2 separate regions of the Ovis aries genome follow, and region 1 is linked to region 2. Evidence: chromatin contacts called from public Hi-C data. All regions are on one chromosome and are shown on one strand. Each heading gives the region's core, a stretch centred on a gene start, on an enhancer-like site or on the middle of the called end of the contact. The rest is flanking DNA. Distances are from core to core; before and after follow the strand shown.

Region 1 (4,094 bases), core at 749-3,248, 130 kb before region 2:
TCCCTCTAGGCAGTCACAGAGCTCTGGGTTGGGCTCCCTGTTTTACACAGCAAATTCTCACTTGCTATCTGTTTGACATACAGTAATGTATATGTTTCCATGCTATTCTCTCAATTTGTCTTACTCTTTCCTTCCTCCTCTGTGTCCCCAAGTCTGTTTCCGATGTCTGGCAGGTGGATTCTTAACCACTGGACCACCAGGGAAGCCCTGGACCTCACTTTTTTGATGGGAGGAATGTCAACAAATTTGCCACCTTAAAAAAAAAAAAGCTGCCACAGTCCTCATTGTAAACCAGAGGACAGATATACTTACATTCCTACAGATTTTTCTTACATTGTTGCAGTTAAAAGGAAATTTCAAACTCTACTATCCAATCAGGCATGATGTTACACTCCTTTTTCCAAGCTGAAATTCTTTTCTCAGCCTAAAAAAAAATTTTTTCCCCCTTCCAGCCCATAAACTACCACAGAATAGATGCTGAGGCCTTAACTCTCAAAGCACCAATTTTGGACTAGCACGGAAGGGGAAAAAAAATACTGGAATTCTCTCAAACTGTATGGGGAGATTTGGCATTTACATAAAAGACAATACTATTAAAGAATGGCAATTTAAAGCAACTGTCCCAGTGCTACTGCTAAGTCACGTCAGTCGTGTCCGTCTCTGTGCGACCCCATAGATGGCAGCCCATCAGGCTCCCCAGTCCCTGGGATTCTCCAGGCAAAAACACTGGAGTGGGCTGCCATTTCCTTCTCCAGTGCATGAAAGTGAAAAGTGAAAGTGAAGTCGCTCAGTCCTATCCGACTCTTCGGGACCGCATGGACTGCAGCCTACCAGGCTCCTCCGTCCATGGGATTTTCCAGACAAGACTACTGGAGTGGGTTGCCATTGCCTTCTCCCAACTGTCCCAGTATTTTCTGGTAAATACAGGTCTGGACTTCCCTGGTGGTACAGTGAACTCGAATTTGCCAGCCAATGCAGGGAGTATGGGTTCAAGCCCTGGTCTGGGAAGATTTTTACATTCCATGGGCAACTAAAGCCCATGGGCCACAACTACTGAGGCCCACCTGCTGCAACTACTGAAGCCCAAGTGCCTAGAGCCTGCGCTCCACAACATTGAGAAGCCACTTCAGTGAGAAGCCTGTGCAAGGCAATGAAGAGTAGCCCCATCTCACCGAGCTACAGAAAGCCAGCACACAGCAAGAAAGAGCAACGAAAAATTTAAAAATAAATACGTAAGTAGTAAAAAATACATACAGGTCTGGATCCTTAAGTTGAATTAAAATACTAATACTTTTGGAACACCTATTAATGATACATTAAGAATGATAAAAAGATAAGGAAGACAAAGTTCTCCTCTGGGAAGAGGTCAGAAGTCTAGGCAGGAGGACGCAGATTCTCCTCCTTCTGTCTTAAATGCTAGAACTGAAATAGAAACATAGCTTGCCAGGCTCTAGTGTCCATGGGATTCTCCAGGCAAGAATATTGGAGTGGGTTACCATGCCCTCCTCCAGGGGATCTTCTAGATCCAGGGATTGGAACCTGAGTGTCTTACATGTCTTGCTTTGGCAGGCGGGTTCTTTGCCAATTAGCGCCACCTGGGAAGCCCCTTAGAAACAAAAAGCTCCTGGTAAATGTGACCAGGAAGCCCCAGTGAAAAGAACTGCCTGAGTTCAAGTCATTATGAATGGGTGGTGTCAATTAGCCCGGGAAACGAATAAAGGGGCAAGATAAAAGCATACACTATTAGGTGCAGAGAACTGGACAAAGCAAGGCCTGGGGCCCCTGAGAACTCCTTCCTCGCGAGTTCGTAAAAGGTAAACGTCCGGGTCCACAGCAACACAGTGAGCCCATTTCTCTGGAGAGAAATCGTGGCAGCGGGCTTGGACTCGTAGTTTCAGGAATCTCCCAGTAGAGGGCGCCATCAGCCCGGGAGTCCGCAGCTTGACGCGCCTGCGGAGGCGGTGCGTCCTGGGTCCGGGGGCGGGGCCGCCGGGCTCACGTGACCCTTGCTCATGGCGGCGGCGGCAGTGGGTGCGCTGGCGGCGCTCGGCGGCCGGAGCCGGATCCTGTAGCCGGGGTGTGGGCCCGCGTCAGTCCGTCCCTCCTTCGGCCCCCTCGTTTGTCTTCCGGAGTGTGGCTGGTAGAGCCGGGATGGCGGAGCGAGGCCTGGAGCCCTCGCCGGCTGCGGTGGCGGCGTTGCCGCCCGAAGTGCGGGCGCAGCTGGCGGAGCTGGAGCTGGAGCTCTCGGAGGGTAGGAGCCGGGCGAGGGAGCGGGCGCCCGGGCGCCGCTGCGGATCGCGGCGAGGGGAGACCGGGTCCCCACCGCGCGCCCTGGTGGCCGTGCGGGCAGAGGGGAGGAGGGTGCCGGAAATCTGGCCTGGGCTTCACGTGAAGGGTCGCTCTCCTCCTCTCCTACCCCGGAAAGTGGCTTTCCGTGTGGTTGATGGTGTTCTCTGGGAGCGGGGGAGCCGGGGCTGGGGGGAGAGGTCTTCAGGCTCGGGCTGCTTCTGCGCTCCCTGTCCCCCCAAACCCCAGACAAAGCTGTGTCCTCCCGCTTCAGGCTCCTGCCCGGGCGCCGGGGCACGGTGGGGGCGGGGTGGGGGTGAGGCCGCCGGCGGGGTGGCTGACAGCTTGCTCCAGTCCTCCTGTACTCTCTTCCAGGGGAGGGCCCCACGCCTGTTTCAGCTCCCCTTCCCCCCTTCAGAAAGAGAGAGAGACACAGGGGAAATCCTCCAGCATTTCTTCTTCCTTGTTTAACAATGCGAGATGCCTCCCCAGTGACAGGAGTGAGATAGAAGCGGGGTGGGCCGTTGAGGGTCCTAAGGAGGCCAGAAGCAGTGGCATTAACCCAGAGAGAGACACACGGGGCGGCTTTTAGACCACGTTTGTCAAAAGGGTTGTTGTTGTTGTTGTTTTCTTCCCTCGGTGCCTGTATTCGGGCTGAATTTTCCGCATCTGATCACCTTTTGGAATCTTAGGAAAGGAGAGAGGTGGCTACTGGTTACATTGCAAATCCTGGCCGGCACGGTCTTTCTTTTGACAATGGATTGTTACAAGGACGCTTGGATTGGTTTTGAGAATTAAAAGAATGGAATAAATCGAGCTACTATTATTCGAGAAGTCCCTGGACAACAATGAGAGAAACGCTGCCCTGTGGTGGGCATGTGATCAGGCTTCTTGGGCAGTTGTGATCAGTTCTCCATAAAGTTCCTGTTTTTGTCACAGGCTGCCTCTGAGACAAAAGCAGCATTCTCTCCAAGCTTGATATCAGTACTGTGGTGGTGCCCCCAGAGTTGCATATTCTTCTTGAGTTCTTTGCCAAAAGCCCTCTCCACTAGCATTTTTCAAGTGGATTAAAAATTGCTGATTGGAAAAGAAGAATGTGACAAGTTTCCAGGAGAGTTTTGACTTTTTGTTTACTTATCAAGGCATTCTCTCTACATAGCCCCTCCCCCCATCCTTTACAGTAAAAAAAAAAAAAAAGATTTGAGTGTTATAAAGTCACTTGGGCATGGAGGGAAATAATTATTTTTAATAACCTTGTTAGGGTTTCCCAATGTATAGGAAGGTGCCCTTTTCATTTGCACTCAATTAGCAACGTATTATTTTTCGGTTAATCAGTTGGGAAGTTACTCTTTGGCCAGTCCCCGGTATCAGTTGTGGTGGATGAGTCTGTTTATGTGAAATGTTCAGGGCATTGCTATCTTGATTCTACCTCTCGAAATACCTCATTCCTCTAGACTAAAGCATTGTCATTCAATCCATGATGACTTTCATTCAAATTGGACTTTTAAAGCAAGTTAGAGTAACACATCAGCTATCTTTGATTAGCTAGAAGGAGAGAAGTTTGGCTGGATGTTTGCGTCAGAAAGATTAAAAATAGGAGTTAATTGCTTTTACATGGAGAGGGAAATCCTGGAAGCTCCTTATTCTTGGTGTATCTGCTTCCAGCTGATTATTCTTTACTTCTCTGGTTGTTTCTAGAGATGATTCCAAGGAACTGTTTCTAGGACTCATACTGGCTAGCTCACCTTTCCTTGAAGAAGGTGTGAAACTCCTACAGATTGTAAGGCTAAGGCTTCAGCATTTTTTCA
Region 2 (4,028 bases), core at 197-2,696:
CCCGCCTCAGCCACTCTGAGGAAGAGACCCCACTCTGCTAGGCTCAGCCAAGACACCCCACTTGAATTCTCAGGGCAAAGCTCTTGGTATTGTGTTCCTTGAGCCCACACACAGCTATTTTCCTGATGCCAAGTGGCCTGGGAAGCTTCTCAGACCCAGAACCTCCAGTTCCTCTCCCTCTCAGAATCCACCCCTAGGATTCACCATGGGCAGGTGGCCCCTTTCCATACTTGAAATGCAGACTCTTTCCTCCCTTCCCACAGGCAGTAAGGTAGGGAGTGAAGCTGGGAGTAAGGCAGTAAGGCTGGTTAATCACTCAGCCTACTGAGGAAGGCTCTCCTCAGTGAGCTTCCAGGGAAGAATCTCTGAGTGATTCAGAGTACCTTCACCGAGGGTGGAGGGTGGAGATGGGAGTGGAGCTCTGTTTATATAATGATTCAAGGTGACTATGGACACACTCTCACTGTAGGAAAATAAATTTAATCTGTGATGGGTGTCCTGCTTCCTTAATGATATCTGTCAGATAATGTTATTGTGAATATAAAATGAGATGGTGTTTCGAAAGTTTAAAGAGCCTTAGAACTGTATTATCATTGTTATTTTGTCATTTCCTGTCCAAATCCCTTCAAAGGCTGCTCTTTTGGTTTAGGACAAGTGACCTGGCCCCGCTTTTCTTCTCCAGCCTCATTTTGTCTCACTCCACCTCTTTCACTGTGCTTCAGCCCCTTCGACCTTCCTCAGACTTGTCAAGATTTTTCTCCCTCACTGGACTTCTAATACTGTGCTTTTGTATAAAGTAGCTCCTCCCCCAGGAACACCCCCACCCCCACCACTCCTAAGCCTAACTGAAACCTACATCAGAGTCTCCTTTTAACAGACTGCCCCTAAAACTCTAGTATAAATTAAATCCCTCATTGTGTAGGCTCAGAGAACCTTGTTTTTTTCCCTCTCAGCACATATCATGATGTAGAAGATACGCATGAATCAATGATCACTTATTTACTATGAGTGCTAAATTAAAGAAAAAGGTGTCTTTTTCTCTGGACACCGGCACTGAGACCAGTGAGTGTGTCTGCTTTGATCACTGTAAGTTGAAGCGTTGTATTTCTTGGTTCTCAGAGCACATCCTCCTTCCCTCTATGACTCTTGCAGATGAAAATTTCTGTTAAATCATTGGCAGAGTTGAAAGATAAACCTGAATTGGAAATTTTGCATAGTTTATACTAAAGATCAGCTGCTTTTCCAGGTTATCATTGTTGTTATGTTCCAACAATAGAATCATGGGAGACTCTGGTGTCTCTTCTGTCAGAGAACAGTAAATTATGTACATGCTGACCATTGAGAAAGGAGGCTTTGTGTTGTAGAAGAAATGAAAATTTGTCTAAACTTACTGTTAAAGATTCTATCATCCCTATTTAAACATAAGGGTGACCCCTAGTGGATACTGTGTATAACAGACTGAGAGATCTGGGAACCCCTAAACAGAAGTGGTCACTGTATGTAGTAATCAGCAGTAATCCTTTTCTTTGAAGCTCAAGGATGTTTTGCTCTAGAATTTAGAAGTTTTGAAGAAGGCTTGATTTATGAGGTTCGCAGCTCTCCTCCAGCACTTAACCTATATTTAGTGTCTTTTAAAATTACTTTGGTTTTATACATAGCTCTTTCGGTAAACAAAATGGTAAAGAAATGGTAAAGTTCTCCACAGCAGCTATCACTACCTCATCCTAACTACTTAAGGCATTTTATATATATAAAAGCCCATATAATTATAGGTGGATAGTTTTACATACACAGCTGTAATAATATACATAACATTTTGTGTTCTTTTATCACTTGAGACCCTTTTATATGTCTGCATAGTTTTTCACTTTTCATGGCATTTAATACATATCATGTTGATACTAGTAGTTAATTCCACCTTTGCTTTTTTTTCGCTTCTTACTGTGGTAGTGAAATAGTGCACATCTTATTCAAACTATAGAAAGCTCTGCTTTTGGGCCCCAGGTGATTCCTGAGATATGGTTGAGTGTGAAGCCATGGCCAGGGCATGGTTCGTCTTTAAGCATCATCTTGCCTGCCCAGCTGACTCTGGGCGTGCTGTTAATGCCTTACGGGGCCCCTGTGCCCCCCGACCCCTCCTCCTCTTTCAGGAGACTGGTGGTCTGTATTTCCTGCTTTCCTTCTGTGATGCATTGTTGCCCTGGCAAAGAAGCTAAGTAAGCAATAAGCCATCCAAAAACTGTTTAATCCAACCAGGACATAGTTTCCTCCCTCTCACCTTCAGATATGCACTGAATTACCAGTTGCTTTGGGGGAAAGGAAAAGAAGACAATTGGTTTTAGAAGGTTGGAAAATTCTTCTCACAGTGTTGTAATTTATCTAGGAAGCTGAAAACTGGATATTATTTTAACTTATTTTGGTAAGAATCTGCTCTCTCTGGTATGACCTTCAAATTAAGAAAATCCAGAATCGTTTCTTTTTTCTTTATACTTAACTATTATCTTGATGTTCTATAATGAACATATATTATTTTTTATATACTGAAAAAGAGAACTTTTCTAAATTATAGAAAGTCAGTAAAGCCTATGGGAAAATAAAACATCCAGTCTCATTGCCCTGAGATAATTACTATTGACATTTTATTTCATTTACTTTCCATTTTTTCAGTGCACAAATGAAATCTATCTGGAAATCTTTATGTTTAAAAAAAAAAAAAAAACTCCAGTAAATGGAAATAGAAGTTTTTAGAAGATAAAATTTAGAATAACTTGGAGAGTGATTGTTCACATTAAAAAAGATAAGCTGCAGTTTCATTATTAAGCTCCCATGTTACACTTAAAGTGGTTGAGTTCCTAGGAATTAATTTTTATTCTTCTTGTTTTTTATATCACCTCTCTTGAACTTGAAGCAAGTGTGTTACACATTTGAGTCAAAGTCGGGAAATGCCCTGGAGAAGGCAATGGCACCCCACTCCAGTACTCTTGCCTAGAAAATCCCATGGATGGAGGAGCCTGGTGGGCTACAGTCCATGGGATTGCAAAGAGTCAGACATGGCTGAGCGACTTCTCTTTCCACTTGTTCTGTCAGAAATCTATATGTCTGTGGCATCATGTGTTCGGCACCTGAGGAATGCTCACTGAACCAACTTGCCAGCCGCTTACTGAAACCGCAAGTCAGCCTTTTGGTTTCACTTCTGACAAGCTACCTCGAAATGTCTGTCATGATTTTAGACCCAAAAGAGACCTCATCCATTTGGAAGACTAAATTCCTAAGGAGACTGAGCGAAACTTTGCTGAGCATCATACTAATGTTGCTTGGTGAATTGGTGAATAGCGTGTCGTGAGGCTTTTTTTTGTGGGGGGGGCGGGGGCGGTACCAGTTTCCACAGATCTTCTGGCTAAGTGTCATCTGACTCAGTTCTCATCAAATGTCTGTGTTTGTGTTACATTTCCTTGTGGTTTGATGTATGATAACCTCTAGATAATCCTCAGTGGAAATGTTCATTCTCTCTAGTCTTCCTCAAACAGATAGATCAACTCTCACTTCCTTTCTCACCTCCGGATCATTTCTCGGTAAAAAATTTTTATTTAGTCCATATTATCTTCTTTTTCCTAATTAACTACATTGGAAAATACAAAGTAAAAGCATAATGAGAGAGGAATCAGAAAAGGTATCTCAATTGTCTGTTAGCATCCTTTGTGAAAGGAGAATCCATATTCCTGCTTTCCATCCTTTGGATCGTTAGTTATCTGATTTGAAGGTACCATGTTTCTTAGCAGGGTAGTTTGGTTTATCCTAGCAAATCTGCTTATTTAATTAAAAAGAAATTAGTGACAGGTAATTCAGTTATAGATTCACTGTACCTCTGAAAAGTAATGCAAAGGTCATGTTTTAAATTCAGTGTTTAAGTCAAACCATTTTTTCTGTACATGTTTACAGGCAAAGTAGCTCATGTGTGCTAATCTGATTTCCTTCCGATGTATGTCATCTGACCATACAAATAAAAATAGCCCCTTTCTACTTTTTAT

What was found. Hi-C and Micro-C count contacts between places; a contact is called where the count stands out from the background.
Region 1: a contact with region 2 is called in a Hi-C map of hypothalamus, with 4 times the contacts expected there. The contact joins the promoter of DIP2B here to the enhancer-like site in region 2. A contact is called at or near these places in 14 of 16 Hi-C or Micro-C datasets (blood, hypothalamus, liver and 7 more).

Annotation. Positions count from the first base shown.
Region 1 is chr3:135,826,828-135,830,921 of ARS-UI_Ramb_v3.0, reverse strand. DIP2B (disco interacting protein 2 homolog B) reads left to right here and starts at 1,998. Exons shown (of 37, transcript XM_060412600.1): 1 at 1,998-2,251. The coding sequence starts at 2,152. It also overlaps the pseudogene LOC132659434.
Region 2 is chr3:135,700,394-135,704,421 of ARS-UI_Ramb_v3.0, reverse strand. All of the region lies in intron 2 of DIP2B (disco interacting protein 2 homolog B), which reads left to right. LOC132659435 (a long non-coding RNA gene) reads right to left here. Exons shown (of 2, transcript XR_009599907.1): 1 at 1-4,028. Among named protein-coding and RNA genes, the nearest start is that of ATF1, 110 kb to the right of the region's middle. Within about 2 kb of position 1,446, at least 9 of the 54 cell types and tissues checked have an H3K27ac peak or open chromatin away from gene starts, as enhancers often do. A contact at or near this core is called in hypothalamus, where this site is marked.